Regions from separate parts of the Mus musculus genome. Here regions 2, 3 and 4 are each linked to region 1. A link is a contact called in public promoter capture Hi-C data. All regions are on one chromosome and are shown on one strand. The core of a region is the stretch at or near the end of the contact, and the rest is flanking DNA. Distances in the headings are between cores, read along the strand shown.

Evidence for each region. Promoter capture Hi-C pulls out the DNA fragments that hold promoters and counts their contacts.
Region 2: a promoter capture Hi-C map of liver shows a contact between it and region 1, with 2.7 times the contacts expected there. The contact joins the promoter of 9430015G10Rik here to the promoter of Gnb1 in region 1. A contact is called at or near these places in 2 of 39 promoter capture datasets (liver and pre-B cells) and 1 of 115 datasets of contacts at active chromatin or transcription factors (pancreatic cancer cells).
Region 3: a contact with region 1 is called in a promoter capture Hi-C map of pre-B cells, with 4 times the contacts expected there. The contact joins the promoter of Prxl2b here to the promoter of Gnb1 in region 1. A contact is called at or near these places in 2 of 39 promoter capture datasets (liver and pre-B cells) and 1 of 115 datasets of contacts at active chromatin or transcription factors (pancreatic cancer cells).
Region 4: a promoter capture Hi-C map of liver shows a contact between it and region 1, with 2.5 times the contacts expected there. The contact joins the promoter of Tnfrsf4 here to the promoter of Gnb1 in region 1. A contact is called at or near these places in 2 of 39 promoter capture datasets (liver and stem cell-derived epiblast-like cells).

The regions. Positions count from the first base shown.
Region 1 is chr4:155,487,034-155,493,952 of GRCm38.p6, forward strand. Gnb1 (guanine nucleotide binding protein (G protein), beta 1) reads left to right here and starts at 4,328. Exons shown (of 12, transcript NM_001160016.1): 1 at 4,328-4,547.
Region 2 is chr4:156,106,691-156,113,609 of GRCm38.p6, forward strand. It overlaps 9430015G10Rik (RIKEN cDNA 9430015G10 gene), which reads left to right and starts at 3,308. Exons shown (of 10, transcript NM_177205.1): 1 at 3,308-3,483.
Region 3 is chr4:154,894,542-154,901,460 of GRCm38.p6, forward strand. Prxl2b (peroxiredoxin like 2B) reads right to left here and starts at 4,502. Exons shown (of 7, transcript NM_025582.3): 1 at 4,402-4,502; 2 at 3,935-4,139; 3 at 3,587-3,638; 4 at 2,965-3,028; 5 at 2,808-2,883; 6 at 2,499-2,617; 7 at 1,889-2,056. The coding sequence starts at 4,464. The coding sequence ends at 2,030. Gm52690 (a long non-coding RNA gene) reads left to right here and starts at 2,879. Exons shown (of 2, transcript XR_003955190.1): 1 at 2,879-3,509; 2 at 3,890-6,644. Mmel1 (membrane metallo-endopeptidase-like 1) reads left to right here. Exons shown (of 24, transcript NM_013783.2): 22 at 56-151; 23 at 420-496; 24 at 585-989. The coding sequence ends at 684.
Region 4 is chr4:156,009,469-156,016,387 of GRCm38.p6, forward strand. It overlaps Tnfrsf4 (tumor necrosis factor receptor superfamily, member 4), which reads left to right and starts at 4,227. Exons shown (of 7, transcript NM_011659.2): 1 at 4,227-4,538; 2 at 4,760-4,882; 3 at 5,434-5,541; 4 at 5,918-5,984; 5 at 6,410-6,606; 6 at 6,686-6,805; 7 at 6,894-6,919. The coding sequence starts at 4,406. It overlaps Sdf4 (stromal cell derived factor 4), which reads left to right. Exons shown (of 7, transcript NM_011341.5): 7 at 306-4,142. The coding sequence ends at 482.

The DNA of each region.
Region 1 (6,919 bases), core at 3,078-5,577:
TTTGCATACAAGATGGCCTAAGGTTGTGTTCTTGTTGGCTTGATTTATCATTGTTTCAACCTTTATGTCTGGGCCCCTGCTCTTTCTGCTTCTAGCAGCCATCTTCATTAGAGAGTTTAAATGAAGATGGCATCGGGGAGTCCCTTATTTAGGTTTCTCTATGGCACCCAGGCCACTGCCTAGGCCAACAGGTTCACACATGTAACTCAGGCTGACGCACCCTCCCACAAATCCCAGAGAGATACTTGTTGCTTCTTCCAGGAAGGCAGCTGTGTGGAAGTCGGAGGACACCTTTATAGTTTTCTCCTTCCGTTTGTACGTCCTGCTTGTGCGGCAAGCACTTTTACCCAGTGAACTGTTTGCCAGCGCCTGTTTTATTTTTGAGACAGTGGCTCTCTAGGAAGCCCAAGCTGGCTTCATCTAGACTTAGCCTTCTGAGTGATGGGACTGCCATCGTGCCTGGCTCACTGGGCACGGCTGGGCGTCCTTTCCACTTCCAGCTCACTTTGGTCCCTGGATACGGGATATCTGTTTTGTGATCAAAGGTTAGTGATCTGAAGGATCAGTGCTTGAAGCCTGGTAAGAAGAAATAGCCACGGGGCCAATCTGATGACTGGGAGGGGACCAAGGTCCTTTGAGGATCCTGGCCAGTCTACAAAGACTACCACCCTTTTCCTGCCTCTTCCTGGGGATAGATGTGGCACAGGAGGTTAGGACTGTGAGCTGCATGGGTCCTGTCCAGGTTACCTAAGCAGAGTTGGCAAGGATAAGTGTGCTAAGGGGATGAAGGAGGGATGAGGGTCTCCTCAAGAGCCGTGGCCCTGTTCTTTCATCAAGCCCCGCCTTTGGAAGCCCACAGGAACTAATTAGCACTTCCTATCACCTACATTCTGAGTCCCTGGGCACCATCACATGTCCCTCCTCTTTCCTTCCTCTTCTTGGGGGCTCTGTGCTGTGGAGGCAGGGGCAGGGTGCATTCTCACTTACTGGAAGTGACAATGGGGTGGCTGTGTGGTAGAGAAACTAGACAATGCTCAGCAGGACAGGAATGGATGCTCACAGGGTCCGAATCCAGGCCAAGATAAAGGGACTTTACTGGTCACTACCCTGGCCCCTCCCCCCCCCCTTTTTTTTAACCAGATCTGGAAATCTAGAAATGTTCCTTGGTGTTTCAAGCCTCTTCAAAGCCTGGCTGGAGCAAGGCACCAGGGCACTGCCTAGCTCTGGGTCCCGTCACATGTCTAGATTGTTTGAATAATTCACATTTAAGAAGACCTACTTTCCTGTTAGGCCATTTCCTGCTCAAGAGTGAATGGGGGAGGGGCACTTGAATTATACATCCATGCTCCCTGGGTTTTTAGAGAAGGCTGGGCACTGAGCCAGCCCCTGGGCAGTGCCTCCACCCTGGAGGCCTGCTTAGCCCTGCAGCCACTGCTGATGGGCCCTGGGCTGGTCATATCTGACTGGGTGTGGCTATGGACTTGCCATCTGATTTCTGAGATATTTCCTGAGAAGGGAGTGTGCCTGAAAAATCAGGAGAGGCCAGAGTCCTGGGCTAGAGGCAGGGATCCCCTAAGCTTTTGTCTGTGGAGGGGGCTGGGTGGCAGTGTAGGAGCCAAAAATCACAAGAGGCCTAAGCTAAAGGGACGAAGGAGTTTCAGAGACTTGGGGGAAAGGCTAGCTTCTTACCATCTTCAGGGCAGGCTTCTAGTCCGAGCAGGCTGGAGACTGACCAAGGTCCAGGGCCAGAGGTCCCTGCTGCCCGAGGAGCGCACATATCAGATTGAGGTGAGGCCATGTGGCAACCTGAAGCTTCGGCTAGGGATCTGAGAATCAGGGGTCAGCCCCTCCTCTTCTTCCTTCCTTCCCCTCAACTTTGCCCCTGAAACCCTGTCCATAAACACAAAAACGATTACCTCAGCGAGCATTATGGGGCAAGTTCCAGGGAAGGCTCTGCCCCACCCTGAACAGTCACAGATCAAGGATAGAGGAAAGTACAGAGGCTAAATCTCAAAGTCTGAGGAGGCTGAAGCAGGAGGATCCCAAACTCTAGGTTAGCCTGGGCTGTCTCTAAGCAACAGTCCAGCCATATCAACCACGTTAGGCTCAATGTCCTCATAAGAGACCTTGCTCATGGGCTGGCAATAACTGGGAGCAGGGAGGCAGCTTATGGAACAGGGGAGCCCCAGAGCCTCTAAAGGGCCCAGTCTACTCCCTCCCTGCCCCCATCTTCACTATGAGACCTAGGAGTGGCTGAGGGGTACAGCCACATGGAGGACGCTGGAGAGATAACTTGCCTTGCATACTTCAGGCTAACTGCCTCTGTCTGGTTCCTGTCTATAGTACTTCTTCCTCCCTCCCTCCCTCTCATTTCTGCTTTAAGTCCTTCACCAGGGAGGCCCTGAAGGGCGGGCGTCAGGCCTGCTGGTGTTTGGTGATTACCTTAAAACCTGAGACCACCGGACAATACTCAGAAACCCAACCCTCTAATTTTCAAAAGGTACCAGAATGTACCCCATCCCTTTACCCTTCACTGTGGAACCAACAGGAGCCTGGGTCCCGGATGTCTCCTGGTTACCCAGCTGTTCACATCCTCTAGCTCCACCCTCTTTTGGACCAGCAGGGACTAGCAGGCATCTTATCTCTCCCACTCTCTTCCCAGGCATTGCTCCGCTTGCTGGGCCTTGGCCCTCTCATTTGGAACTTAGAATACCACTTAGATACCTTCTTCTCAGATCATAAATATCCTCTGACATCCTCTGGGGGTGGGGTGTGTATGGTGGGTGAGGACGTCTTCACCAGAGTCACAGTATTAAAGTAGGAAATGAGCAGGGCAAGACCACTGGGAATAGGCTACCCTTGAGGAAATGAAGCTGGCAATGGATATTCTCTCGGGACTGGGCTACTAAGGGGTTGGGGACATCTGTGCAGAAGTGGTATCATCAAAGGTCTGGCCTTCACAAGTTCATGGAAGAGGCACTTGTGGGAAGTTGGAGTCACAAGGGACAGTGGAGAGAATGGTGAGAAGGAAGGACCCTGTACTTTTACTTGGAGAGAGTGGGATGATGGAGCTGTCAAGAACTTCAGGTAAAAAACAGTCACAAATGACAGAGTCAGGTCTCGAACAGATGGAGTGAAGGGCATAGAGTCCCAGGGGTCAGAGGCCCTAGGGTGAGATGATAGCAGTGGTGGATATATTTGAGGTAACTGGAACCAGGCTTCTTACTCTCAAAGCAGGTCACTCAATATGCAAGGAAGAGAATATGCAGTATTTTGGAGAGACCACACACTTACTGTGATCAAGAAAAAGATACGAATGCCCACATGACCATCTGCATGTACATATATGTATGTTCATGTAAATGTATGTTTTCCCTCAGGGTGCCTGCTCAGCAATGACACTTTTGTAGCAATGAATATCCAATACCTGGTTCCTCACTTCTACCCATCCACTAGCAGAAGCTAGGGCTCGTAAAATCAGGCGTCAGATCAGGGCTGGCACAGGGAAAGTATATGAGGAAACTGTCAGGACTGAACAATGACAGACACATTTCTATGGCCCGGCAGGAAGCGCCCAGGGCAGGGAGGGGGAAGTGTGCAGACCACTCAAAGGCTGTTTCAAGAAGGAATGGGCTTCAAGGAAAGGCTGCAAGGTGCACAGAAGCTAACAAGAAGGGAAGGTATCAAGTGTGAATCATGGAAAGGTCTCAGAGTCAGCGTGGTGGCCAGGCCCCCCAGAGAGTTGTGGCTCTTGTTTAAAAGAGGGTAGTGCAGGCCAAGAGGAAATAAGAGAGGTATTCACCTGGTTTTGGAAAGGGCAGAATGGGAGTGAAAAAGTCATTGTGGCAGGAGTCATATTAGTTGAAGATGGCTGGACAAATAGGCACGACGGACCAGACCGGATGGCATGTCTTAAAGATTCTGGTGGTTAATCTTGACATCTTTCCTGTCCCACCTGGCTATTCCTACCCCTCTACCCCCGCTGTCTAGAACCTGCTAGGCCGTTCACGCACGCACGCACGCCTTTCGGCCCTCCCGGGCTGGTCATTCAGGCAGGACACACCGCCCTCTGGCTTGGGGCACATGGCACAGGAGCCGACACCGTCAGGTCAGAGCCAGAGGCCACCGAGGCCGATAGGCTGCCAACGTCCCTGGAAGACCCTTGCGGGGTGTGTGGGGTGGTGGTGGGGTGGGGTGGGGGAAAAAAATCACGGGTCCTTTAAGCCTCTCGCGCACGCGCAGAGGGAAGGAGGGGCGGGGCGGAAAGAGCGGCACGCGCACGCCGCCCGTGCGCGGTGACGCGACGTGGGGTTTCCCGAGGCTGCGGGCAGGGGCCGCCGCGCCCATCCTGATGGCTGGAGGCGTCTGAGGGGCGGACGGCGACGGCGGCGGCGGCGGCGGCGGTGGCGGGCGCGGGCGGCGAGGGCAGCGGGGCTGGGACTGGAACAGCCGCCGCGCGGACCCGACCAGCCTCGCCGACTCCTGCCCGCAGGCCGCGAGCGCGACGACCAGGCGGCGGCGTGGGCGCCAGACCGGGCGAGGGCGAGGTGAGCGCGGCTGGGGTCTGTGAGCTGAGCCTGCCCCGCGCTGGGCCAGGCCCTGCGGCTCTTCTCGCTCGTGGGTCATCGGCCGCCGTCTTCATCCTGCTCTTCAGGGTTGGGTGGGCGATCCCCGGCGTGCCGGGTGGGCGGCAGGGCTGGGGTCTCGGGGTCCGGGGGGTGAGGGATGGGGCGGAGCCGCCTGGGCCGGGGCGCAGGCCCGGGCCGGGGTCTTAGGCTCAAGGCCGCGTCCGGGGTGCGGGCCCGGAGATGCGGCAACCTGGGTGGAGGTCCTGGGTTCAAGGCCAGATCTGGGATGGGTTCTGGGTTCAAGGCTGGATCCCGGATGCGGGACCTGATCTGTGGTCTTGGGTTCAAAGCCCGTGTCGGAATTCGGTTTCCAGACTCATTCATGTTCCTGGGGTCGAGGCTGTTGCGGGGGGCGGGGGGGTCTAGGGCCTGATGCGGGATCCCGGAGGTGGTCTTGAGTTTTAAGAAAGGGAACGGGATGCAGGGCTGGGGCTCGGGTCGTAGGTTCGAGCCTGGATGGCTTGCTAAGGTGGGGATGCCAGGAGAGCCGCAGGCGCTTCTTCTCGCGGCCGAGTCCCCGCGGGAACAAAAGCCGAGCTCTGCCCTCCGGACCGCGCCTTCCTGCGGGGCGTGGGACTCGGCCGGGCGCGCGGGGAGCGGACACGGGGCGAGTCTACTGGATTCGGCCATCAACCCCTGCCGGGTGCGGGCCTACGGCTACCAAGCTTCCCAGCTTCCTTCGCTGCCGGCCTTCCTGGCCCCAGGCACCCGTAAATGAATGGGCGCCGCGTCCGGTCGCCGCGACAAGATGGCGATACCCGCCTTTGTCAGCCAGGACCGCGCCGTCCGCTGCCGGGGCTGAAAACAAAGGCCGGCTCTGGTGGCCGGTGCAGAGGAAAAGGCGCCGGGCTCCTGGGTTCGCCTGATGCATCAGTGCTGGGAGGGGACGTCCTGCCCAGAGCACTCAGAGGGTGGCCTAGTCTTTCCGCGTCTCCTCCACAGCCTCGGGTTCCCCTGGGGAACTGCAGCTTGGCTTTTGACCTTTTGATACATTTAAACATTTTTTTTTTCCGGGTTTTTTTAAACCACAGGATTAGCATCCCGAAATAGCATCCCTATACGTGTTCAGCTCATCTTTAAAGAGGTTATGTCAAAATTTTTATTTTGAGAGGAGAATTAGTGGGGCTTCATTTAATTAATTAATTGTTTAGTGCATTGCTGTTTTGCCTGGATGTGTCTGTGTCTGTGTGTGTATGTGAGGGTGTCAGATTCCCTGGAACTGGAGTTAGAGTCATTAGCTGACTTGTGGGTGCTGGGAACAGAACTCAAGACCCTTTGGAAGATCAGCCGATGCTCTTAACCCCTGAACCATCTCTCCAGCCCCGAATTAGTAGAATTTATAAGTATATAAATGACACTTGTGCATGAATTTTGAAATTTCAGGTAATTTGTAGTGTTGGTTTGGTAGTAATAGTACTTTGTATTGTTATGTTTCGATCTGATAGCAGCAATCAAGCCTTTCTCTGTGTGTGGTTAAGTAGCCTGTGAGATTTACTGTTAACTAAGAAAATATGTAGTCATTCTATCATGATAAATGGAAGTGTTAATATTGTGAAAAGTTCCATTTCACTGTGGAGACTAAATGTGGTCCTCAGAGAAACCATTAGTCAGTTTCTATGTAGTTTTTGTTTGTTTGGGTTTTTGTTTTGTTTTGTTACATCTGAAGCTGTAGTGGTTTTTGGTGGTGGGAGATATTTGAAGATAAGGCTTTTAGTTTTCATGCTAAGATGTCTTCTGGATTCTTCTGGAAGGTATATTGCAAAAGGAAAATTTCTTCCGCCGGGTGTTTGGCCAGGGATGGAAATGTGAAGAGGCTTTGAGCCTCTAGACAGCAGAGCTAGGTTCTGGATAGATAGGACCTAGGGAGAGTGACCTTTTTCACAGACCTGTGCAGGAATGCAGTGCAGCTGGGAAGGCCCTGGTCTGCATGGGAGAGGCTAGACTGTAGGTGTAGGGTTCTGACTGCACGTATTTCACTTCTACAGTGTGCTGTCTTTCTTAGAAGGTGAGAGCCTTGAAAGTCAAAAGTAGGTTTTCTGAGGCTGTGTGCTCATACCTGCTGCCTGGCTCCTGGGTTTAGTGTCAGATGCTCAGTGTCAGGATTGTATTTTATTTATCTGGTGGTTTCTTGCAAGGATCTTTTTATGCAGGAGATTGAGCATGCAACTTTGAACAGTGTCTTCCATGGATGAACTCATCCACTGGATACAAACAGTTCTTAAATAGTATCTGAGCTGATATCAAATCTGTATTCGTTTAATTCGAGTAGTACAGAGTGCCCCTTGAACACA
Region 2 (6,919 bases), core at 2,058-4,557, 620 kb after region 1:
ACAAAAAATCAAAAAAAAAAAAAAACCCACACATGTTTAATGAATAAAAGAACCAAACCAAGTGGCTTCGGGATAGCATGTCCAGGGTTAAATGGAAAACTCACAAAGACTCCAAGAGGGCGGCGTGGCCGGGGCAGGTGGTAACTGCTTCGCTGCTGCTGCTCTGGACACTTCCCGGGCTGCCCCAGTGGAGGGGGCCTGGGTCCTCTCCTTCTGCTCTCTGGCCTCCGTGCAGCCAAAGATTTTTTTAAAAAATATTTTTAAAGATTCATTTATTTGTTATATGTAAGTACACTGTAGCTGTCTTCAGACATTCCAGAAGAGGGAGTCAGATCTTTTTAAGGATAGTTGTGAGCCACCATGTGGTTGCTGGGATTTGAACTTCAAACCTTCGGAAGAGCAGTCGAGTGCTCTTACCCACTGAGCCATCTCACCAGCCCCAAAGATTTTTTTTTTTAAGAGATAAAATTTTTAGACACATTAGCATTACCACTATTGTAATCTGTACTGAAATCCACATTGTAGAAAGAAAAACAAAACAAAACAAAACAACAACAACAGATTCATGCCTTCAAGTCACAGCAAAAGCTATAGCTCAGAATTAAAAGCGTGAACACTCTTTCATCTGTTCAGAGAGCTGGATGTATAGATTGGACAAAGATGCTTTCAGCATGGTAAGCTTATTTTTTTCCCTTGGGACAGAGTTTCTCTGTATAATAACCCTGCCTGTCCTGGAACTTGCTTTGTAGACCAGGCTGGTCTCGAACTAAGAGATACTCCTGCCCCTGCTTTCCTGACTGCTGGCCGATAAAGAAGCAATCTTAAGTCTATACTCAGATGACCAAGGAAACTTAAAATCTTGTGCTCTTGACTATAACTGGATTAGACAGCGCTTTGCAAGAGTTAGAGTGGTGAATTCTGTGTATAGGGATTTGAGGTTCAGAAAACCTTAAGGCTACCCTTACCCTCCAAGGCCAAATAAACCTACTGACTACAGTAATATTACAAAATGGGCTGGGGATAGGTCTGCTATCAGCTCCACGGAGATGGCAACCCTGGGCCCAACGCAGGGAAAAGGGGGTGGAAAACCCACAAATCCCCAAGCGGGAAAAAACTACCAATCCCTGAACTTCACACACACACACACACACACACACACACACACACACACACACACACACACACCCCACTAACCCCTGAGCATGAAAGTCTACCAATCTTTGAGATTCCCAAGCTCAGGACTTGAAATCCTCACTCTGGTCATCTCTGCCCTGAGAAGCTCCGCCCTCTCAAAAATTCTTATTTTCACTGCCCTGTGCCCATTTCCCTGATGTTCACTCCTGGGAGCAGAGGGCATCTGTCCCTGGATTTGTCCCTCTTCCTGGATTCTTCCCTTGAATAAATAGCCTTTGTGAGATTCACTGCCTGGAGTTACTCTGTCATTGGAAGAAGCCAAGAAAAGAAGCTAAGAAGTTGAGGGTCCTGAGCTCCTCAGCTCAGTTGGGGATCCCTCCCCTGGGAGCTGCAATGCGAGGAGGCTTCCTCTCAGAGCTGTGTGGTTCTTGGGTTCCTGAGCCCGCAGACACCTTTCCATCCTAGCAGAAGCATTTATAGTGAAAGAAGAGGTGCTAGTGTCCTGCGTATGACTCTTCCCTCATACTCACTGCCTACCAACGCTCCGTGGATGTCAAGTCTCTGATGAACACACACACACAACCCTTTCAAAGTCATCTGTCTTTTCCTAATACTTGCCAGAAATACTAGAGGTCCTGGGGGTAGCCCAGAGGAAGTACAAAAAAAGCAACACAGACAGAAATCCTGTCTGTCCTGATGTCACTAATTTAGGAAGAATCTCGTCCATTTTACCACAGTCCCCCCCCCACACCCCCCCCCCCCCCCCCGTGCTGCTGTAGTCACTGCGGCTGGCCAAGAAAGACCACAGCTTTATTCTTAGATCCACTGGGCCTTAGGGTAGAATTCCAGAGAGGAGTAAATCGCGGTGGTGCAAAGAATGCTGAGTTGTCTGACCAGCTCTACCAGATCAGAGAAACTGAGGTCATGAGGAAGTGAGGAAGGCCTAGCAGAGAGCAGGGTGAAAAAAACAGGACCAAGCCTGACAGATACTCTCTAATCTTTGTTCAAAACAGAGCCCTGGTGCACACAGTTTTGCTCTTTTCCAGGGGCGGTCTAGTGGTTCTACCTCACTTCAGAGAAGATGTAAGCTTTCAAAAAGTACAGTGCCAGGGCTGGTGAGATGGCTCAGTGGGTAAGAGCACTGACTGCTCTTCTGAAAGTCCTGAGTTCAAATCCCAGCAACCACATGGTGACTCACAATCATCCATAATGAGAACTGACGCCCTCTTCTGGGGTGTCTGAGGACAGCTACAGTGTACTTACATATAATAATAAATAAATCTTTAAAAAAAAAAAAAGTACAGTGCCTCCTCCTTGTGTTACTGTGGGGCGTCCATGGAGTTTTAGCTTCTGTGAAGAAGCCTAAGTACCCGAGGCCTCCAAAGTGAGAGGCCGGGGCGATCAGGCAGCCCAGAGACAAGACTCCTCCTAAGCATTCCACTTGGTGACCCCAGAGGCACCATGCTCGGCTTAAGAGTGGGTGTGGCTTCCCATTTGGGAGGAACCAGAGTCCAGCTCCCTAAGCAGACACGCCAAAGATGTATTAGAAAGTCCCGATTTTTACAAAAGAATGAATTTGAACTTTGTCTTCATCTTGAAATGGGGCTAGCCAAATCACGAACTATAGCCAGTTAAATATTTCAAAGGCTACCATAGCCTTGATTGGCAGTTCTGATTCTTTTTTTTTTTTTTTTGAGACAGGGTTTCTCTATATAGCCCTGGCACTCACTTTGTAGACCAGGCTGGCCTCGAACTCAGAAATCCGCCTGTCTCTGCCTTCCAGTGCTGGGATTAAAGGCGTGCGCCCCGACACCCGGCTCCAGCTTTGAATTCTTTTGTGACCCTCTTGGAGCGAGGCGGACGTTACACTCCATAGCCTTGCTTAGAACCAAGGCCGGCCACCTAACAAGGACTACGATGATTGGCCGCCCCTAGAACTATTGGGGAATGTAGTCGTTTCCTTCCCTCCCTAGGCTCAAGTCCTCTTGGACTACATTTCCCAGTCAGCGCTGGGAACGCAAACCCGCTGCCAGGACGGAATCCTGGGTAAACGCACTTGGGCGAAGGGGCCGCTAGGAGTTGTAGTTTTTTTGCCCTCGCCACGGCCTGGGCGGGGGCGGGCCAGAGACTACAAATCCCAGAGACGCTCGCGGGGCGCGCGCAGGGCGGCCGGTACGAAAGGAGCTCGGCTGGCGAGTGGTGAGTGAGGGCCCTGCTCTGGCGGAGGTGGCGGCTGCAGCGACGCCGTAAAGGCCGCGGGTAGCGCAGACTCTGGGACTCTGAGACTAATGCAGGGCCTAGCGGGGCAGCGCCTCCCTCGCTGCCTGCCATCTTGTCAGTGAGGAGGCGGTACGGACGGAGCCGGGAGTGGAGCGTGGTGGATGGAGGGACGGGGAGGTTGCAGGGGACATGGACCGCGAGCTGCACGGAGGTGGAGGACGTGGGAGATGGGTTGGTGTCGTGAAGGGGGCGAGGTCCTCCCGCGGGATGTGCTCTTCTTGAGGACTTTGCCGTGAGAGCCACTATATCAGCGAGTTACACATCCTCCCGCGTTTCGGCGCATTAAATGTAAAGGTGTCGAACTTAGCCCAGTATTTTGTTTTTTTATTGTTTTGGGAAAGGGGTTGGCCATGTAACCCCTGCCGTTGTCTCGTAATCTTGTTGGGTTTTCTTAGTCTCACTGCAGTGTACAAAGAAGGCAAAACTGTTTTTTTTTGTTTGTTTGTTTGTTTGTTTTGTTTTGTTTTTAATTTGTGGGTTTGTGGTGCTGTGTGTGGCCGAGGTGGGGTGGGGGCAGGATTTGAATCTGGGGCTTTCTCACATTTTGCTTCTCCTCTACAATAAATCCCGCAAGAAAGTCATGGGTTGGCTTCACCAGGTTGAGCCAGGTTACAAACATAGTTTGGTAACTACGTTAAGAGCTAGACAATAATTTGAGTCCGTTTTTATTTTTAGAAGCTCGTAGAAGGAACTACAGATCTGAATTATGCAGATAGTTTCTTTCTCCACCCCCCCCCATCCCCCCTTCCTTTTCTTTCTTTTTTTGAGACAGGTTGGCCTGGAACTCATTCTGTAGACTAGGCTGGGATTAAAGGCATGTGGCCCCGTAACTCGGCTAATAGTTTCTTTTCTTGACTTCCATATCCTGGCCTTAATAATCTTCCCCAAAACAAAGCAAGCACATATCTTGATGAGTTTAACTCATCTTAGGTGAGCTCTTTTGTCCACTAGCAGCATCTGTCACAACCTTTCGGAACTGGCTTGCATTTGTTCATGTTAATTTGGATCTATAAGGTAACTCATTAAAAGAACATTGCTACCAGGCAATGGTGGCACACATTCCCAGCACCTCGGAGGCAGAGGCAGGCAAATCTCTTGAGTTCCAGGCTCCAGGATAGTGGGTAAGAACAGGTATTCAACAATGCTACTCCTTGTGTAGCTACCTAATGATGAGAATCTATCTCAAAAGAAAATCAGCTTGAAAGACATCATCTACTACATAGTTTGAGACCAGCCTGAAATACATAAGACTGCACACACATGCACAGTGGTCTGTAATCCCATGCTTGTAACCCTAGCACTTTGGGAGGCAGGGGCAGGAGTTGAAGACCAACCTGGTCTACATAGTGATGCAGTGAGTTCCAGGCAAGGTTGGCCTTCATAATGAGATCCTAATTCAAAAAAATAAAAAGGTGTGGCAAAGATAGCTCAGTTAAAAGTGCCTGCAGAACAAGTATGAGGATGAGTTTGTAGCCACAGTGCCCACATTAATGTGAGGAATGGAGTCAGATGGGTTCTTGAGCTCATTGATTGGTCAGCTGAGCCGCATCAATGAGCTCCCGGTTCAATGAAAGAGCCTGTCTCAAAAAATACAGTGGATGGGGACTGGGTAGATGGCTGAGGGTAAAATGCGTGTGTAAGCATGAGAGCCTGAATTCAGATTCCCAGTCCCTATTGAAAGAGCAGGTGGCGTACCTCCCTCATCCCAGTTTGAGTAGAAGGAAAACAAGCAACTCCTCAGGGCAGGCTGACCATCCAGCAAAGGTGATGAGGTCTGGGTTCAGTGAAAGATCCTATGACCCACCTCTAATTCCAGCACCAGAGAAGCAGAGGCAGGGGAATCGCTGTGAGTTCAAGGCCAGCTGGTCTTCACAGCTAGTTCTAGGACAGCCAGGATTATAGAGAGACCTGTCTCCAAAACAAACAAACAAACAAACAATGGTGGAGAGTGATAGAGGAAGACATGCATCTCCTGTCTCTGAGCACCACACGTGCCGTGGGAAAGTGAACCCATGCACACATGCACTACACAAAATAAGGTGGAGAGTAGTCACTGCTGACTTCTGGTGTACACACACTTCTAAACACGTGTATACACCACGCACAACAGGAAAGTATGTGTAGGACCCACATAGTGAAAGAAGAGAACTGCCTCTCACAAGTCGTCTTCTGACCTCCATGCATGTCTTAGCAGATGTGTAAATATGACATAAACAAATAATCAGAAACTTAAAAAGTACATTCAGAATGGCTGAACCAGTGACATGGCTCAGTGGATAAAGGGGTTTACAGCCAAGGCTGACAACCTGAATTTGATCTCTGAAATCCGCAGGGTAAAAGAAGAGAACTGACTGTTCTCTGATGGCCACATACATGCTATATAGCATGTGTCTGGTGGCATGTATGTGCATACTCATGCACACACAGAGCGAATAAGTACATGTTACAGAACTGCCATATCTAATTGGAAGATAACCCAATTAAAACACATAAAAGATGAGAAAAGACAGTTCAATAGGACACACGTGTGACTAATGTCATGAAAAGATGCCAACCGTTACTAGTCAGGGGGATGCTGATAACATAAGATACCACTAGGTGCCCGCCAGTACATCACCAGATATTGGTGAGGATGCAGCACCTTTGAGCCTTTCTGCTTCACTGGTGGGCAAGTAAAGAGGTACTAAAAGTGACAAATTAAACCTCTCTGATCCAACACACATTCCTTGGTATTTACCTATAAGAAATAGAAATAGAGGCTCACATAGTGTGTGCTCAAGGCCCTGTGATTTCCCAAGTGATACAATCAGATCAGGAGCCTGTTAGCAGGTGATAGGGAAAGGAAATGGAGTATAGCCTCATAGCAGTCACATGGTAGTGAACAGAACACGCATAACAAAGCACGCCTAAAGATGCTTGGTGCTGAATGGAAGGAGCCACTTAGACTGTATGTTCTATTTATATGAAATTATAGACTGCAGTGACAAGGTCAGCTTGGTTGCCTGGAGTTTAGGTTGAGGAAGCGGGGGTGGGGGTGGGGCTCATAGAAGGCTCCGATACTGATAGCTTTTTGCTGCAGTGGTGGCCTCATGGGTACACATTTTTTCAGAGCCCCCTGACTTGTCTATTTGAAGTAGATGTTGGTTATTGTGTGGAAATTATGTAACACGTGGCAGTGTTGATTAATGTTGGACTTTTTTTTTTTTTTTTTTTTTTAACTTGACCTAAGCTTAGGGATGCTCTTCTCAGAGAGAGGGTCTGTTTAACATCTGGAAGTTTTCCGCCAGGGCAGGTCTATGGGTGAACAAACCTTAAATTCACAGAAAGGTTGAAATATGATTACATCTTACAGTTGAGGGGCAGCCAGACTATGATATAAATATGTCTCTAAGAAGATTTCATACCTTAGAAAGAAGAGTTAAGTCAAGGACAGAATGTATTTTGAAACCCAGCATGCATTACTGAAACAAAACACATGTACTAATGAGTGCCAGAAAGGCTCCGG
Region 3 (6,919 bases), core at 3,252-5,751, 590 kb before region 1:
TGCATGTGGCTCTCTGGAAGCCTGGCTGGACCCAGACCCACTTTGGTGCTCGCAGGCTTACCTACGGTGGCTGGCTGATGGCGGCAAAGATCAGCGACTGCCGGGACTGAACCTGACCTATGCCCAGCTTTTCTTCATCAACTATGCCCAGGTAATCCCTAGGAGGGACCTAGTCCTTGGTCTCCTCTCTCACGGCTTTGGAGAGTCCTCTCTAGAGTACTTCCAAGGGCATCATGAGCTTGCCACACCCCAAAAACACCAGCTGGGGGGAAGGCAGCAGATGTGGAGGGAGGGAAGGGACCTGTTGGCCTCCATATCCTCATCTTACAAACAGCTGTTTAGGGAAATAGGAACTCCCTAGTGCAAGGGGTGCTGCTCTGGCCCTCAGGCCAGTAACCAGACCACCCATGCATCTCCAGGTGTGGTGTGGGTCCTATAGGCCGGAGTTCGCCGTCCAGTCCATCAAGACGGACGTCCACAGTCCTCTTAAGTACAGGCAAGTGTGCAGTCCCCAAGCTAGCATGCTTACCCCGCCTCTGTCCTGGGCTCCTCCCAACATCTCAGACCTCCTTGCTGGTCTACAGGGTGCTGGGCTCACTACAGAACCTGCCAGGCTTCTCTGAGGCATTCCACTGCCCACGAGGCAGCCCCATGCACCCCATGAAGCGATGTCGCATCTGGTAGCCAAGGCTGAGCTATGCTGCGGCCCACGCCCCGCCACCCAGAGGCTTCGCGAATGGTGTAGCTGGCAGAGATGTGCAGGTCTTTGCCTGAAGGCCACCGGAGCCACCAGCCAGCCCTCCGCGCCCAGCCTAGAGTGTAGCCACCCGCCCACACCCGGGATGAGTGGTGCCGGTCCTGCGCCCCCTCAGGCCAGTGAGGGTCAGCAGCCCAGGAAGAGCAGTCAGCTGCCTTCCACCCTCTCCATAGTGTGTGGCTAAATGTTCTCGAGCTTCAGACTTGAGCTAAGTAAACGCTTCAAAGAAGACTTTGTTTTGTACATGTTGGAGTTGGGGGAGGGGGGCGGAAGGCCTGGGTAAACTGTGGCCAGACCAACCTCTGAGAATCTTGGCGCTGGGAACCGTGAGGAGACCAGGATGCCCCTGGAGGCCACAACCACAGTTCAGTGGATTGGGCTTCCAGGGCTGGACCAGATCTACATTCTGGTGACTCACGTCAGTACCTGGCAGGGACACCCAGAGACCTGGGGAGCAAGGGGTGGAATCTGGAAGCCAGAGATGGTCTAGATTGTAAAGGGGACATCACCTGCTGTTTACAAAATGTCACTGGATAGAGGGAGGACATCAAGGTGGACATTGTAGTCACCCTGGCTTGGATTTAGAAAGAGCTAATCTGGCCATTAGGGCCCCACCTCGAGGGAAGATCCCTTGACAAGGGGAGCCCTGAAATGGTGGGGTGTCTGGAGTTCTGCTTGGACCTTAGGACCCTGGGGACACAGACATGCTTAGCCTGACCCAGGCTTCTCCCAGGACATACCAGCCATTCAGATCAGGGAAGGGTTCCTCGGTCTTCATCTGTCATCTCTTCCCTGAACCCCATTAGCCTCCAGTCTTCCACCATAGACACAAGCAGACACCTGCCTCCCCAGTCCCCACAACTGGGCTCCATTTGGGGGCTGGGGCCAAAGTCCTACTGAAGAACTCTGTCCTCCGTATCCTCAGCCTGACTCTCTGTCCTCAAACAAAGTGAGCTACAGCGTTAGGTCACCTTGGAAGGAAATGACACGGTTGTCCCCAGGGTCCCATAACCAAGGCCTGAAGTCTGTCCTCTAGGAAGATGACACTTCGACACCCCTCCTGCCTGTAGGGAACAACAGTGCTGTGGGAAGGACGGGGGTGCACTGTGGAAGCAGTGAGACGCTCACTGCCCAGGACCTGCACTTTAATGGCTCATTGCTGTTGAAAGATGAACAAGGTCCAACGTCCTGGCTCAGTGGCTCCACAGGGATTCTTTGTGTTCCAAACACATCCAAGGTTACAGATGCCTCCGGGTCCTCAGGCTGTGCGTGTCACCTCCCACACACCTCTTCATCACACTGTGGAGACCACAGGGGCCATCAGCCTGGTCGCACTCCTCAGAGGCTAGTGGCGCCCACCACCCAAATTGTGAAGGAGGCACACTGGACATGGGAAGCATCCTAACGCGCGTGTTACTCTCTTCCACGGGAGAACGGGAGGCAGGACATCATGGCCATACTAAGGCCTGACAGACACACCTAGGTAACAGCCCACCCTTTCTCAACCCACAGTGGGGCCCTGCTTTGCCTGCCCACTGGCCTCTCTACTGCTCAGCCTATCCCCCTCTGCAAGCAGAGTCATAGAGACTCAACTACCTCCCAAGGCTGCCAACGCAGAGAAAATTACGTAAATCCTAAGAGGCTATAGCTCAGCGCCTGGCTACACCAAGCACCGTCCCAAAGCGAGCGATAGATACTTAAGGGTTGGTAACAAGCAGTGTTCCCCAAGGCCTCTGCTCACCTGGGGTGGCTTGCTGGAGCAAACCTCTGCAGAGATACCCAAGGCCTGCAGGATGTTCTCCTGGGGAACATAGTCACCCGGGGACTTCTGGATGAAGTGCAACAGTACCTTGTCGCCACCTGTAACCACAGGCAGGGAGTCAGTTGTGTGCATCTTGCATCTCTGTGCCGGGAAGTGAGAGTAAAATCCGCTGACCAAGCCAAGCAGCCCAATCCCTCACCCAGGTACCCAAGACCAGAGAGGGAGCATGAAGACATGACACGAGCCACCAAGATGGGCAAGATGGGGCTCTATCTTGCCCTGACCCACCCTTGCTGACCACCAGCAGCCCTCCACTTTGCAGCAGGTCACCAGACAGGTTCCCCTGGATACCAACAGCTTTAGCCTGCAAAGACAGGAACGGGACTCAGGTCAGTCCCGGAGGGAATGCTGCAGGGATTCCCACCAATGCTCTCAAACCACAAACCTTGGAGGCTACATCACGAACAGGTTTTCCCAGGGCAGCTGGTAGGATGCTTAAGCTGTTGTACCTACAAAGACATAGATAGGGTCCCTAGTCCAGATTCTGGTGGAACACAAGTATCCACACCTGTTCCCAGTGTCCTGCCCCACCCACTTATCTAACCCAGGGCTCAGGCAGATCAGCAACCAGTCTAACTAGGCTCTACACAAGCCCTGAGAGCCCCCAGGTTGAATACAGCTAGCCTTGGGGGCCCTGGAGAGGTGGTGTGGAGTGTGGGGAATGAGCTCCAAGCTGGGTGTGCCCAGGGATCTCGCTTAGCCGGCACTGCCTATCATGACAGGCAGTCTGTGGCAACAGAGGACTGCAATGAGCCATGGCTAAGGCACTGGGCTCCAAGGTCCCTCCTGTTTATGAAATAGCAGACTTCTGAGGACAGGCCTGCCTTGGACCAACACCCATTAGAAGACTCAAAGAAGGGCTGGCTGAAGCACCAGTGTCAGTTTCCATGAGACAAACTGGAGAGCAGAGCAGATGGCAGTAGCAAGAAGGTACATAAGAGAGCGGTGGCCACTCTGTCCTCCTGTTGTCCCTGGTTAGACTCATGCCCACAAACAGTCACACTTACCGCTTGAAGCCCAGCTCCTTATAGATTTGCTTGCTCTCATCAAGGTAGAGTTCTAGAAAGGAAAGCCACAGCTATGTGCCCCAGGCTTCCTACAGTCTGTCCCCTCCACTTACTGTATCCAGCTCCACCCACCCAAGCCATGAGTAGCAAGGCAGGATTGAATGTCACCACTGCTTAAACGGGAAGGGCAAGAGTCACTGGGACTTTGCCACTAGGTCTGGGCACCAGCCAGGGCACAGGCTGAAGGCAGGGCAGGGAAGAGCTGCATATGCTGACACATGAATATGTTCTTGTTGGGCCTAGAAAGGGAGAGGTCAGCCCAGGCTCTGAGTCCGGGAAGAGTCGCACCTCCTGAGAAGTAACCACCATCCAGAAACTCCTGCAGGCCCAGGGCCTCAGGCCCCACGCCCACCAGGCGCACATCGTGTTGGTCCAGGATGCTCCGGAGGTTGCTGAGGTCCTGGGCGATCCAGCGGCACACCATGCAGCCGAAGCGTCGCAGACCGGCCACCACACAAGCTTTCTCCTGCCATAGGCTCCGCAGCTCCACAGCCTACAGAATGGATCGGTCAGGGGACATGGGCTCACCAACCCCCTATGCCCGGCAGCCTCACATGTCCCGCAGCGTGCTGCTCCAAGATTCGCAGCTGACTGGTCCTCCTGATGGTTCCTCTGTGGACCATGAGCTGTACCCACGCCCAGTACGCGAACTCATAGGACCCCTCAGGACCTCCACTCCAACCCATGTGAGTTGCCAAGGCTCTGGGCCAGGTATTAGGGGAGGCGTTCTCCGCCCTGCGCGAGCCAAATCTCACCTCCCCAGTCACTGCATGTTTCAAGACACACGCTCCTACGCGACCAAGGTCCACCACATTCATGGCCTCCTCCGTCCCTTTCTGCTCCACGGTCCCTTCTCGCAGCCTGGGGAGGCTCACTCTGTCCTGCGCAGCCTCTTCAGCCAGCCTATGCCCCGCCCATAATCCCGCCCCAGTCCTGGTGGGCACCACCTCCAGGGGGTTCAGGTCACATGACTGTGCGCTTGTCTCGCCCCAGGCTCCGCCCCTGATATTAGTATACAGGCACACCCTCTCTCCAAAGAGACAATCACTGCAGATCTCTTTGCCTAAGCCTAGGTTGTTCTCATATGTATAAGCTTATTAGCCAATGGCGTAGCAGGTAAAGCTCAATGGACAGTCTGCAAGCGGTGCGCCTGCGCAGAATGCGTTTGCGTGGCTCTCTAGCGTTTGCGTAGCTCTCCACTAGCATCAGGTGGTCCCTAGTAGTGCAGCAGGGTGGTAGAATTAGAGCCAAAAAGTTGAAACGGGGAATCGAACTCACAAATCACTAGTGTGAGGAACAGTAGGGCAGCCGGCACTTACAGTAGTGAAAGGACCAGCCTTTCCAAGTCTAAGTTCCTGCTTTGCATTTTCGCGAAATCCTATTAACTTCCATCGTAAAGTACCATTTCCTGCTGTGTGGATGTCAGTTTTTAAACTACGGGCTCTCATGTACAACAATCCAAAGGAGATAAACAGGAGCTCGCAGTGGTGTGTCCCTAGGAAGAGTAGAAGGCTCAGGAATCCACGTGTTCTGTCCTTTCCTCACTAAGTAAGCCCTGTGATGCTTTCTAGGGCCATGTTCAAGCATCTGACAGATGTAGAGGCTAGGAAAGGAAGAGAGCCACCACAAGATACCTAGCTGAGGCTGAACAGCCAGGCAGGAAGTTAGGAACCATACATATCACTGTGTCAAAAGGAGAAGCTAGAGAGATGGCTCAGTGGTTAAGAGCACTAGCTGCTCTTGCAGAGGGCCCACGGTTTGGTTCCCAGCATCCCTACAGCGACTCACAATCCTCTGCAAGTCCAGCTTGAGGGCATCTGATGCTCCCTTACGGTCTCTTCAGGCACCAGGCACTCACATTGGGCCCAAACCTATGCAAGCAAGAGTAGGCTGGGGAGGTGACTCGGTAAAATGACAGAGACCTGTAATCCCATGTCCTGGGGGAAGCAAAGGCATGAGAATCAGCAATAGACCTTGTCTCAAGAAATACGATTGAGAGGCACTGAGTAAAACACTCAACCGCTGGACTCCCCGGGCACACACAAGTGCACACAGGTGTGCAAAGGTACATTTTAAAAAAGGAAAGAAAATAAAGTTGCAGAATCAGGAGGAGCTGGTCCTGTAGAGCAACTGGTCCTGGAAGCACCACCAGAAGAAATCCAGAGATGGGGCTTCCTCTGCTTCCTGTTAAGTGTTGAGGGGTACAATGCGAGGGTCCCAGGAGCATGGGAAGATGTCTGCAGAAAGTGCTGCATGTTGAACAGGAAGAGCCAGCAGGCCCTTCCCTGAGGCTGCTCACTCACATATGCCTACACAGTGTGACAGAACCCACCTCGTCTTCATGGAGCCCCAGGTAAGACAGGTCATCAGGAGCAGAGGATTGTAGAGTCTTTGTTCCAAGTTTTATAGGTTAGAGGTACCTAGTCCAAGGACCTGAAAACACTTGTGGCCATTCCTTTCCCAGCTCAAGGACCTGAAAACACTCGTGGCCATTCCTTTCCTGTATTTCCAGAATCCTTCCAGGGATGTTGATTTCCTATGCTTTGGGGTAGGGTTGTTGTGGTTTTCCTCCAGTGCCTCTCTTGCGTGATCATTTTAGTTTCTGCTTTTATTGGTTCTTATGCCAAACCAGTAAAATTGGACTGGCATAATCTTGACTATCTCATATCAATGACATGTGTGGTGGTTGGAATAGGCTTAGCTGTCATAGACTCCATGGGTTTGAATGCTTGGCCCATGGGCGGTGGCACTGTTAGGAGGTGTGGCCCTTGTTGGAAGAAGTGTGAAACTGTGGGTATGGGCTTTGAGGTCTCCTATGCTCAAGCTCTGCCCAGTGTGGAACAGTCACCGTCACTGCCTGCTGATCAAGATATACAACTCTCAGCATCTTCTCCAGCCCCAGTCTACTAGAATGCTGCCTTGCTTCCCGCCATGGTGATAATGGACTAAGCCTCTGAAACTGTAAGCCAGCCCCAATTAAATGTTTTCTTTCAAAAGAGTTGCCTTGGTCATGGTGTCTCTTCATAACATTGTAATCCAAACTAAGACACCTGTGGAACTAAACATTTAAGCAGAGAAGTGCCAACCTCAGAGGACAGCTGGGTTTATCGTCTGTAAGTTTTAATATGTCATCTTGTGTCAGCTTTCTTTGGGTTGTGCTACAGTAACAACCTCAAGCCTCAGCTGAAGACTGCAACTAAGTTACACCTCCTGCTCCTGTGAGTGTCAGAAGGTAGGGCTCTGTACTCCTGGTGCTTGCTTATTCTGAGAGCC
Region 4 (6,919 bases), core at 2,977-5,476, 520 kb after region 1:
GACGAGATGGAAAGGTCCTATGAAGCCTGTTGTCTGTGGAAGGCATCTGGGGATTTGTTTGTTAGTGCTTAGGATGAAACCCAGGGCCTCCAAACATGCTAAGCAATTGTTCTATCACAGAGCTACATCCCAGCCCTGTGTTAAGAGATTCTTAAGTCCCCTTATGGGACCAGAAAAGAAAACACATATTAGCCCCGCTTCTCAAGTGACCCTTGGGCTGCCGTGTAAGTATGGCAGCTGTGGGCTCAGGGCCTCGTTGACACTGTAGCAGGGCGAGGTCCCTGATTTGTGCCTTGGTCTCACAGAACTACATGGACCCCATGAATGAATACAATGCCCTCAACGAAGCCAAACAGATGATTGCCATTGCTGATGAGAACCAGAACCACCACCTGGAGCCCGAGGAGATCCTCAAGTACAGTGAGTTCTTCACCGGCAGCAAGCTCATGGACTATGCCCGCAACGTGCATGAAGAGTTCTGAGCATGCCCCTCAGCTGGGGCCAGGTCGCCAGTGTCCTGTCTGACCCTTCCCATGCTTCGAGGAGGCTATGGTCCAGTGAGACCTGTGGATGGCTGGGTCCAGATTGGGTCTAAAATGCTATCTACCCTGAGTCCGGAGGCTTCCATAGGCCCCAAGAAAGTGCTGTTCCAGAACCTCCTCCTTCTGTTGTGTCCATATGCTCTGGCTTAGCTCCTGCCATGGCATGGCCCAGGTTTATTAAAGATATGCTTAATAGGCTATGTGTCCTCTCCAGCATGTGTCTGAGGCAGTAGCCCTTCTGTACCAGTCATGAGCTGAGCTGCATTTGCTTGACCAAATCTCTTTTCAGTTGTTAAATTCTGTTTCTGAGAACTGCTTGGGATGGTTGGTTCAGGTGAGGGTGCTGCACACATGAGGGCCAGGAGCTCTGGGCTGGGCCCCTCTGTGTGCTTACCACACTGGGAAATAATGCAACTCTTGCAGTTTCCTTGAAAACTGAAAGATTACGATAAAGTTAGATCATATTTCTCTGGAAATGATCAGCCCCACAGCCCTGGAGGTGCTGCCTCGTTGGTCTTGGAGGCCATGGGAGTCGTCCCCAAACTCCTCAGAAACCCGCAGAGTCACTGTCTACCCTGTGAGAAAGTGCGGGTGCTTGTTGTAACAAGAATCATTACTTTAGCCAGCAGTAGTGGGTGGTGGTGCCACACACCTTAGTCACAGCACTCAGGAAGCAGAGGCAGGCAGCTCTCTTGAATTTGAGACCAGCCTGGTCTACAGAGCTAGCTCCAGGACATAACATACATCTCTGCTACACAGAGAATCCCTTATTTTGAAAAACAAAGCATATCATTATTTTAAAATAGAATTGCCTTTTTCTCACATTGTCTCTCTCTCTGTTTCTGTCTGTCTCTTTCTCTCCCTCTCACCTTCTCTCTCTCTCTCTTTCTTTCTTTCTTTCTTTCTTTCTTTCTTTCTTTCTTTCTTTCTTTCTTTCTTTCTTTCTTTCTTTCTTGTTGTTTTTTGTTTCTTTTTTTTTTTTTTCCAGACAAGGTTTCTTTATGTAGCCCTGGCTATTCTGGAACTCAGTTATCTACCTGCCTCTGCCTCTGCTTCTAAAGTGCTGGGATTAAAGATATGCACTGCCACTGCCCAGCAATACATTGTCATTCTTTAGATGGGGAAAAAAAGGAAAAAGAAACACTGTGGGCTAGCTAGTTTACACTAGAAATTTTTGAGGTGAACACTGGTTAAAGGGGTTAGTAGCTTTCAATAAACATTGATTTTCCTCATGATAGAAGTGAAAATAGGACCCAAAGGCCAGACAGGAAAGAGTACGATGGGATTTCATGCACGAGAAAAGGTTATGTGGGATGAGGTTGGGCCTTGAGTGTGGGAGCAGCAGCAGAGTCTGAGCTAGGCAAGGTCTCTGGGCCAGTGCTCTTGAAGGTTTGTTTTGGCACTCAGGTCCCCTGCCTTGGTGTTAAAAGGGGATAGAGTAGCTGTTAGGACAGCTGAGACCTCATCACGATCCCAGGCCTCTAGATACCTGTGTGACCCAGTTTTCCCACAGGAAGCTACTTCTGTGTGTGGTGTTAGGTGTGTGGGGTGCAAAGCATGGCAGCTCATTAGTCATTAGAGTGGAGGCACCGAGCTGATTCCTAGGCAAAGATGAGACTTGAAAACTCAGAATGGTAATGTGGACAGGAAGGTTTCAGCAGGTCCCAGAGTGGTCGGACACACAGCTTTTGAGTATGGTTCTCTCAGTAGACTTTTAGACTTTGCCACCATCCCTATCCTGCTCTGCTCGTGCCTTGGCCTGGAGATGGCATCCAGGACCATGTCTCCAGGAAAGGTGCAGAGCATCCTTAGAAGCCCGCTAGATACCTGACAGGTAGCTTATATAGTAGCGCCTGGTCTTTCAGAGGTTCTCATTACTTCCTGTCTGGTACTCAAGGGGCAGCACCCTGTGGGAGTTGCTTTAGATCCCTTGAACTGAAGGGATGAGTGGGGCCTAGGATTGCTATCTTCCCTGCAGTTTTTAGGGGCAGCAGCTCAGTGGATACAGTAAGGCCGGCTGCTGCTAGTGATCTTTCCAGTACCATGAAAACTACTCAGTTAAGCAGAAGGGACCTGCTGTCCTGTACAGATCCTCTGCAGGGGATTCTAGGAATGAAGGACACATCCAGGCTTCTCTGCACCTCTGTTCACCTGTGTGCAGATGCTAAACTGTTTGGCCAAGTGTGACAGCCAAGGACAGCAGAGTTCCGAGGGGAGGGGGGGGGCCCTTAGGGTGGGGTGCTAACTGTTAAGCTACCTGGTCTTAGGACAGACCACCTGCCTTCCTTCCTGCTCACTAGGACTAGAGAATGTTGCCCAGGATTCCCTGAGGATTCCTCTCCAGAGCCTTCACTGTACTCAGAAGCATGGGGAGGGCAGTCTCTGTGACCACTTGGCCCGTTCTGGGTTTTTCTATGTATTCCCTAGCTCACCCTGACCTTCCAGGTTAGGTGTTTCCATGAGAGGACTGGGGACTTCTGTTTTCACATGTGATCTTAGGTGGGGGATTTCCAGCCCCAGTCCTATTCCCTGCACTTATTTTTATTTAAACAGACTGTCTGTCTATATAACCCAGACTAGCATGGAATTCACAGCCATCGTGTTTTAGTCTCCTGAAAACTGGGATTACAGGTGTACACCACTATGCATAGCTAGCATGTAAATTCCCAGTTAGTTTGGGAATTGATAATTATGTCATATCACAGCTTAAATGTGTAGTAAAGGCACTGCCCCCTGCTAACTCATTTCCTCCTTCAGTGCAGTGGTTTGAGTGTAAGAAAAGAAGGCCCGCGTTGAGCTCACTGACACACACCTGTCGTCGCAGCATTTGGGAGGTGGAGGCAGGAAGATGGGGGGTACAAGGTCATCGAGATGGTTCACTCAGTAGAACTACTTGCCACAACCCAAATTTGGTCCTCAGTATCAACACCATGCAGCTCACAACTGCCTATAATCTAGCTCTAGGGGGATCAGACATCTCTGGCCTCCTAGGGCCACGTGTAAGTCCCCTCCCCCAACATACACACACACACACACACACACACACAGAGTTAAAAATAAATCTCTTTTTAAAAATCTAAGCATGGGCTACAGAATGAGTTCAAATGTTAGCCTGGGCAACTTAGTGAAACTGTTAAAAGAAAACATGAAGAGAGCTGTGGCTCTAGCTCAGTGGTCGAACGCTGCCCAGCAAGTAAAACGCTTAGGCTCTTAGCATTATAAAAAAGGAAGGAGAATAAATCCACTGGCACGGAGAGATGGCTAAGTAGTTAAGCTTGTACTGCTCTCTTGGGTGTTTTTGTTTTTGAGACAAAGTCTCTCTTATACAATCTGGCTGCCCTGAGACTTAACTATGTAGACTGGGCAGAGCTGCCTGCTTCCATCTCCTGAGTACTGGCTTTAAAGAAGTGTACTGCCATGCCCAGTGGTAAGAGCATGCGTTCTTGCAGAGAACCAAAGTTCAGTTTCCAGCACTCATGATGGTGGTTCACCACTGCCTATAACTCTAGCTCTTCTGACTTCCCTGGGCATTATACTTACCATACATATACCCTTCCCCCTCAAAAAAGAAATAAAATTAAAAATAAATTTTTTTCTTAATGCCTGTGTGCACGTGTGTGTTTCTTTGTGTGCTTCGTGTGCATATGTTGGGTATCTGCACCTCTCTTCACGTTCCCCAGCGGCCCAAAGCACTTCTTAGCTTATCATGGGACTCTGCATACGCCTGTGCCAAATACACAGGAACACGTTCACATACCTTCTTGCCTGTCCGCCTACTCTTCTTGCCCCACCTCCATAGTTCTTATAGCCACACCCTGCAAGGAAAAACCCCAGACTCCTGTGAAGGCAGAAAGCAGACAAGGATGTATGTGTGGGTTCAGCAGCCCACAGCCCTTCTGCTGCTGGGACTCACACTTGGAGTTACAGCAAGGCGGCTCAACTGTGTTAAACATACCTACCCCAGTGGTCACAAGTGCTGTCGTGAGTGCCAGCCAGGTGAGTAGCCTGGCTTTGAGATGTAGTGGCCGGGTGGGGGAGGGGTGATTCTTGGGGCAATGGAGACACAGGTCCAGAATACGTGGGGGTAAATGTCAGAGATTATTGTCACAAATGTGACAATGTCACAGACAGAGGCTGGTCCTGGGAGAGCCACGGTGCTGTGTATCCACAGTCCCAGGCCTTAGCTAACTTGTGTAACTTTCTGGGCTCCACTACAGGCCATGGTATGGTGAGCCGCTGTGATCATACCAGGGATACTCTATGTCATCCGTGTGAGACTGGCTTCTACAATGAAGCTGTCAATTATGATACCTGCAAGCAGTGTACACAGTGCAACCATCGTGAGTCCTTCCTACTCTTAACTCTCACTGTCCAGTGCGCAGGGACTAGCCACAACAGTGGGTGCCTATATTTCCTATATGATTGCAAAATTAACTTAAAGCCACAATGAATCCTGATCACTAAGGGGTCCTTAATAGCTAGCGCATTTCCTATGGGGTGAAAGTTCAGCCAGAGCCATGTGGAACTGGGGTAGAACACATGTTGACCATGTGGCCTTGCTCAAGCTGTTCTGGTGAGTAAGGCCCAGTTGTGGAGGTGGTAGGGTTATCTGAGGATTCTGACTCAGGCTGGAGACAAGTTGGGGGAGGATGGAAAAGGGAGATAGATCATAGCTGCCCTGTGCCCACTCAGTCGCTTTCTCCAGGGCTATCTGACCAGGAGGAACAGAATAGCCAGGAAGAGGGTCTTAGAGGAGAGGCCAGGAGGCAGGCTATCATACATTACTTCAGTTTCAGCTCTGCTCCTGTGCCATTGAGAAGGAGCAAGTCCATTTTGCCCTGTCCATAGGTCAGGGCTGGGTAAGCCTCATTCAGTCTCTTATCTTCCCTAGGAAGTGGAAGTGAACTCAAGCAGAATTGCACACCTACTCAGGATACTGTCTGCAGATGTAGACCAGGCACCCAACCTCGGCAGGACAGCGGCTACAAGCTTGGAGTTGGTGAGCCTCAGGGTTGTCCCTATACCAGGCAGGCGCGTGTCTGTCCGTGGGATCCAATGTATGCTGGCCCCCTTGAATCAAGGACCATGATAATGGTATAAATGAGCCTTGCTCCCACTTTATACATTGTCACTTCCCCAGCATCTCTAACTACTCTTAACTGAAAGCCCCTCTTCCAGTGGGTCAGGCCAAGACTTGGATTCAGGGTCAACCTTGAGGTCAGTGTCAGTCGGAAGCGTGCGGGAAAGAAGGGACTTGCAGAGGCCAACCTTTGCATCTGTTTGCACCAGGGAATGAGCAATTACTCTCCCTTTCGGCTCCACCGGCATCCAGGGCCTGATAGCACCAGAAAGCTGACTTTATGTCTTTGCTGCAGACTGTGTTCCCTGCCCTCCTGGCCACTTTTCTCCAGGCAACAACCAGGCCTGCAAGCCCTGGACCAAGTGAGTACTGTGGCTGGCTAGGGGTATGGAGGGAATGGGACCAGAGGGTTTGGGCATTTAAGCGGTGCTATCTAGATGACTGTGATGGACTGGATAAGAAAGCCCTGTGCTTAGGGCATCTGACATCTGACATCACGAACACCAACACAGGCTCTACTGTGCAAGGGGCCCCTGCAGATTGAGAGGGGCATGTGAGATCCAAGCCCAGGCCCAGGGACATGTTTGTTCTCACATTGTAGTTCTTCTCCAGGGGGCTACAGAAGTATAGGGTAGGGGTTTGAAAGGGCAGAACCCCAGCCAGGAGCAGGCCAGGGATGAAAACAGGGTGAAGACAGACGCAGACATAGGTACCTGCCTTGTGGGTGGAAGTCTTGGCAGAACTGAAGATGGCTCAGTGCAACTTCCAACACTGTCTCGTCCCACAGTTGTACCTTATCTGGAAAGCAGACCCGCCACCCAGCCAGTGACAGCTTGGACGCAGTCTGTGAGGACAGAAGCCTCCTGGCCACACTGCTCTGGGAGACCCAGCGCCCTACATTCAGGCCAACCACTGTCCAATCCACCACAGTCTGGCCCAGGACTTCTGAGTTGCCCTCTCCACCCACCTTGGTGACTCCTGAGGGTAAGGGACACTGGCGCAGTGGAGGATAGGGAGAGAACTCAAGGGTGAGCGAGTTTACTCAGTTGGCCTCTCCTCATAGGCCCTGCATTTGCTGTTCTCCTAGGCCTGGGCCTGGGCCTGCTGGCTCCCTTGACTGTCCTGCTGGCCTTGTACCTGCTCCGGAAGGCTTGGAGATTGCCTAACACTCCCAAACCTTGTTGTGAGTATCACATTGGGCTCAGTAAAGCCTACCTCCTTCACGATGAGCCATAGCTCCTCACTGCTCTTTCCTTCTGTGCTTCTCTTAGGGGGAAACAGCTTCAGGACCCCGATC